Regions from separate parts of the Sus scrofa genome. Here region 2 is linked to region 1. A link is a contact called in public HiChIP or PLAC-seq data. All regions are on one chromosome and are shown on one strand. The core of a region is the stretch at or near the end of the contact, and the rest is flanking DNA. Distances in the headings are between cores, read along the strand shown.

Region 1 (2,710 bases), core at 54-2,553:
AATAACCTATACTAACACAAAAGCGGTATACTGCCTCGTAAAAGGCACAAAGGCCAGATCTAGTTTCTGGTTCGCCCTCAGCCCCTGCTAATCCCCTCCTGAGGTGAAGTGGAGTATCTCCTCAGGAAATAACCTGGGGGTGTGAATCCAGGCAGGCTCACTGGAGTGGTATTGAGGTAACACCACCACCAAGATACATCGACGTGTCTGATGTGGATGCTCACCTCATTTTTCTGCTTAAGAAGCATCTTCAAGATCTTCTCTGTGAAAAAGAAAAGATAAAAGCCCCCGAACACCACTGCAGACTTGGAGACATAATCACGTTCCGTTGGGTTGAAACCAAAAGCCTGTGGACCCGGGAAAACAAAATGAATTTAAGAATATAGAAAACCTTCACTGGTCCCTTCTCATCTCTTTAACCACTTCCTTGGATCTAGGAGAGGAAGAGGTTGGGACCACTCTGCCCAATCGCTTTCCAGCATAATCTAACTCCTGATGGTTCCCTAATGTCACATCACCAGTCCTGCTTGGTTCTCTCTAGCTCACTTTCTGATGCAGATAGACAGCTGTCTTTGGAATTTTACTCTCAGGAAGAACAGTCCCGGATTTGGTTTTCTACTTTTAACAAGGACTCTGTCTTCATTTTTCCTGGTGCTTTGTTTTGCTACAAGGGCAGACTTGGCCGGCAGATCCCATCTTTAAGGAGAAGACACGTGTGCTTATTTCCATCGTTATCTAGTATCCCTGGCTGATCTGCCTGTAAACACAGAGGGAGATGGTGTAATTACACCATCTAAAATGGGAAATCCTTTCCCCAGTTAAACAGTACAATTGCAGCATCTTCCTGACCGCAGACCTCCCAGTGACCACAAAGCCGAGAAAGCAGACAGTGTTCCTGCATGTGTCAATTTGGGGGGTTTTGTTTTGAGCTCTGGGAACTTCACTTATTAGGGAGGGAAAAAAAAAAAAAAGAAATTGGAAAGCAACAGGAGTGGAAATCAGGAGAACTCCATTCTCAGTTATGCTCCTGACTCATGGGGGAGGGGGTGCCTTGAGAGAGTGTCTGGTGATCTGCTCCTCAGCTTCCTGACAGGAAATGGGCCTCTTGAATGACCACCGGTGCTCTCATGAACGGGTCACAGATAAAAGTGACCACCAGTGCCAGGAACTCTAGGCTGCTCTGTGTTTTTCTTTTCTATTTTAAAAGGACAAAACACAATCTCGACCCTGAGTATAGTTTTCTAAGACATTAAAGGTCAAGTTCTAGAATAGAAATGACACATTCAGGCTGGCTTTCCCTGCAAGTCAAATCATGCTAGGGAAAAGTGGAGCAGGAAGAGGCAACCATCAGTTCTCCACGCAAAGCCCTGGGATATGAGCTCCTGTGCAGGTTGGATTCTGCATCCATTAAATGGGTAAAACATTCCTTTTTTCTAGACATCACAGAGTTGATCTAAGGATCAACTCAAAACCCAAAACCATATCTTGGAAAACAAACTGCTCTAAGGAGTGCTGGGCGCCATCTTTCTGCTTCACCTCCCACTAGTCTGGGCCCACCCACAGGTAGTCAGGCCACCCACAGCGAGGGTCGGAAACTCCTCCAAAGCCCTGCCAAACCTTGTGAGCACTGCTCCGCCCCCACCCTTAGGGAGGGCTTCCTGGTGAGCCCAGGAGACAGGGCAAAGGTGCTGTCAATGTGTGAGGCTGGCCTGAGAAGAAGGGATCTTTTTAATTGAGACCTATGGGCTCTGCTGATGTGGCGTTTTTTGGTGTGCCAAAAGCCCAGAACTGGGAGCCAAACCACGATCTAACTACACGACCTCTCTTCACCCAACAGTAAGCGTTTACTAGGTACCCATCTTGTTACCAACATTGACCCACGGAACCCTCAGGACATCATCTGTCCCATTTTGCGTGTGAGGGCTGGACCTCAAGCAGAGAGAATTTAGGCGACTTGCCCAAGGTCAGAGAACTTATGGCTGGTGGAGCTGGGAGGTGAACCTGCTCTCAAACCCACTCTCTGCTGCCTCTCCCAGCTCGTGCCTATGCCTTAGCCTCGCTTTCCAGGAAGGGAGGACCTCCCCCCAGGAGACGGCGTGCTCCTGTGTGAGGGCCCTGGCTCGCCATACCTCAGGGATGAGCTGGAAGAGGGCGTTGGAGTAGAGGGTTCCAATCGCCAGAGCTATGAAGTAGAGCAGCAGCCTCTTGTAAAAAGTCTTCTTCATGAAGGGCACCACGCTGGCCCCCATGAGGGAGCAGAGGGAGATGACGGTCACGCAGAGGAGACCGTACCCCCACACTGCCGTTGGGGGAGAGCCAGCCCCACCCGGGACAGGGGGAAGGGCCAATGCCCCGCGGGACAGCAGCCACCATTTAGGGAGAGGATGGGGGGGGGTGGGAAAAACGGGGAAGGTTTGGGTGGATATTAACAAAGGAGACAAAAAGGAAAAATCAGAGACAAGCAGGGAGGGAGAGAGAAACAGAACATTTGTTAGTGATTCAAGTCTGATGCAATTTCCATCAATCGGTTCAGGAGAAATGGGGAGGAACTCGAGGTGGGCGTGGAACCCTGTGTCTCCTGCCCCTGCTGCCTGGTGTGGAGTCCTCATTGCCAGCTGCTGTGACCAGCAGGGCGGTTGCTGTGGGGTGCCCGGCCAGAGGCTAGCGGACAGACTTTGGACTCGCAGGCTCTCTGGAGGAAACGAGAGTG
Region 2 (2,710 bases), core at 105-2,604, 160 kb before region 1:
TCGTAGGATTTCCTGAGCCTCGAGCTCTGGAGTCAGGAGCCAACCCAGGCAGGAAGCTGCAGTGCCAAGCTGGGCCACCACCCTGCCCAGCACCCACCCTGGGGCTGCCCCTGGGGAGGCCTGCAGACTACAAGTGCTGCCCAAATTTCTCAAGCACTCGGGGACCACGGCCCGCGTCTCGGGGCCTGGGGAGGGGGCGCAGGGCAGGCTTCACCTTTTGACCAGGCCCAGTCTCTGTCCCTCCCTCGGGCCCCAGGTCGGCGCTGGCAGCTCGCAGATGCCTTGGATTCCCAGACCTTTGAGCCGGTCAGTGGACTCCGCGCCGGGGGCCGCCGGGAGGTGCCCGGCTCGTCGGCCCGGCTCGCCCAGTTCTGGCGCCTTCTAAGCTCCGAAGCTAAAGCACCCGTGGGCTGAGGGGCTGGAGGAGGAGCGCCCGGGACGAGAAAGCCCAGCTCGCGGGAGGCGCCCACCGCAGACGAGGCTGCGGGGAGCGGCCGTTCGCGAAGTCCCGGCGCCGAGCGAGCCGCGGGAGCGCAGGGCAGCGAGGGCGCCGGACCCGGCAGGTCTCCGGCGGTGCGGACGGCGCGCAGGTGGGCGCGCTCCCCGGGCTCCCGCTCACCTGTCGGGCTGGGCGGCCAGGCCCGGGAGCGAAAGGAAGGCTAGGAGCGAGGCGAGGAGACGCCGCCGCCGCGGTCTGTCCGACTCTGGGGAGAGCCCGCTCGGGGCTCCGGGACCTGCCTCCGCCCATGTGATCCCGGGGCCGCCCTTGCCGCCGCCCCTGGCCGGGGAGGCCGCCTCCTCCGCGCAGCCCAGCCCCTCCACTGCCACCTGGCCGGCGCCGGCTCGAGGCCCGGGGATACTCTCCCGAGAGCCCCCTAGAGGCTGCGGGGTGTCCCCACCTTCCCGAGGGCAGGGAGGAGTTCTGGAGACGGGCGCCGGGCCACACTTCGCCGACAGCTGAGGCTGCCGCCCCCGAAGCTCGCCCAGGTCGCCCGCGCCCACCCCTTCTCCTAAGGGGCCCTAAGCTCCTCTACCCCCAGCCTGGGGCCGGGCGGGGGAGGGGACGGGCCGGCCGGGTCTGTCTGCGGTCTGCGCGACTCCCCCGCCCACTCCAGGCTCCGACGCTGGCGCGGATGCAGCCCCGACACCCACAAATCCCAAACTAGGGGCCGCCCCTCCGCCTTCATGCCCGGCCGGCGCGCTCGCTGGGCGGCAGCCGCGGACTGCTGCGGTTCTTCTGGCTGCGCAGAGCTTCCCTGCTTGAGATGCGCCGCGAGCTTGCTCCACTCAGGTCGACCAGCCAGGCCCAGGAGGAGATGGAGACTCGGGAGAGAGGTGACACGGCGCCCTCCGGGACCTCCCTCACTCTTGTGGGCTGAGGCCTTTTCCGTTCCTGGCTGCCTTCCACTCACCCTTTCTGCCGCCCTGCCCGGAGCCAGCCACTCCCAACAACGACCACCGGCCCTCGTCCCGAGTGCCTAGCCCTCTGCCAACCACCTGGAACCCCTACTCTAGGGATCAGGGGAGAACTTGCCAAGGAGAGGCCCCAGGCCCCAGCTCAGAACCATCTGGCAAATGGTTTTCCCCAGAGCCAAACCTGGCAACCCTCACCCTGGGGACCTGGGGGCCCACCAGAGCCGCTCTCGCATCTCCCACTGGTCTCCTCGACTTTACCCTCCGCCAGGCTGGCCTGTTTCCAGGGGAGCACACCTGTGGGCACAGCTGTAACTTGCCTGCCTCAGGTGTGAGTCATTCCCTCCGGGTTCCCTCTGCAAAGGAGTGCCCTCACCACCTCTCTCGCCTACCTATGCCGTCTCATCTCTGGACTCCCAGACCTGCCCGTCTCCAGCACGGTTACCTCCCCTGTCCCTCGCCTCCAACAGCCTCTGTCCTCCCTGTGTGTAAGCCACTCTCCCACTAACAAGTCCCGGGCCTCCGGGTGAGGCCTCTTTGCCTGATTCACCTGTTCTGCCTCCCCAACTAGACTGGAAGCCCCCAAGGGAGCAGGAAGCTGCAGTTAGGGCAGGCACTGCCTGGGAGAACACAGACCTAGCCTCAAACACCAGCTCTGCCTCTTCCTGGCTGTGTGACCCCAGGCAAGTTCCTCAGCCCCTCTGGGCCTCAGTTTCCCTTGTGTAAACTGGGCATGATGCATAGCTTTCCCTCTTGCTGTATGCATTGCTTCCCATCCCCTCCACCCCTCCCATCCCTGGTGTAAATCTGTGCTGTGCTTCCTTGGAGGGCAGGGTGGGTTCTAGTCTGGTTCATTGCTCCATTGCTAGAGCCTAGCACAGGGCCTGGCCCACAGCAGGCATTCAATTAAATTTCGTTGAAAGGATATTGTTTGAATGAATGGATTAATTTCCCTTTCCTCGCCACTCATTCCCACCTCACCAATTTGCGGCAGGTACTCAGTTTTGCCCCTTTGTGCTCAGACTTGGATAGCTCTAGAAAAATCTGCAGGTTCATCTGCAGGATTTTCTTCTTTCCTTCCTCCCTCTCTTCTTCCTTTCTTCTTTTCTCTCCTCTTTCTTTTTTAATGGCCACGCCTGCAGCATGTGGACATTGCCAGGCCAGGGATTGAATCTGAGCCTCACCTGTGGCAATGCTATATCCTTTAACTCACTGCGCCCTGCAGGGATCAAACCCACACCTCGGTATCAACCTGAGCTGCTGCAGGAGGGATTCTTAGCTCACTGTGCCACAGCGG

What was found. HiChIP or PLAC-seq counts read pairs in DNA pulled down with a chosen protein or histone mark.
Region 2: an H3K27ac HiChIP or PLAC-seq map of alveolar macrophages shows a contact between it and region 1. The contact joins the promoter of PDLIM2 here to the enhancer-like site in region 1. A contact is called at or near these places in 1 of 5 promoter capture datasets (liver), 5 of 47 Hi-C or Micro-C datasets (embryonic fibroblasts, fibroblasts, heart right ventricle and 1 more) and 1 of 2 datasets of contacts at active chromatin or transcription factors (alveolar macrophages).

What each region holds. Positions count from the first base shown.
Region 1 is chr14:6,676,729-6,679,438 of Sscrofa11.1, reverse strand. It overlaps SLC39A14 (zinc transporter ZIP14), which reads right to left. Exons shown (of 9, transcript XM_005657235.3): 5 at 225-347. Among named protein-coding and RNA genes, the nearest start is that of PPP3CC, 34 kb to the left of the region's middle. Within about 2 kb of position 1,303, at least 8 of the 83 cell types and tissues checked have an H3K27ac peak or open chromatin away from gene starts, as enhancers often do. A contact at or near this core is called in alveolar macrophages and skeletal muscle, where this site is marked.
Region 2 is chr14:6,832,760-6,835,469 of Sscrofa11.1, reverse strand. PDLIM2 (PDZ and LIM domain protein 2) reads right to left here and starts at 1,354. Exons shown (of 10, transcript XM_005670413.3): 1 at 620-1,354.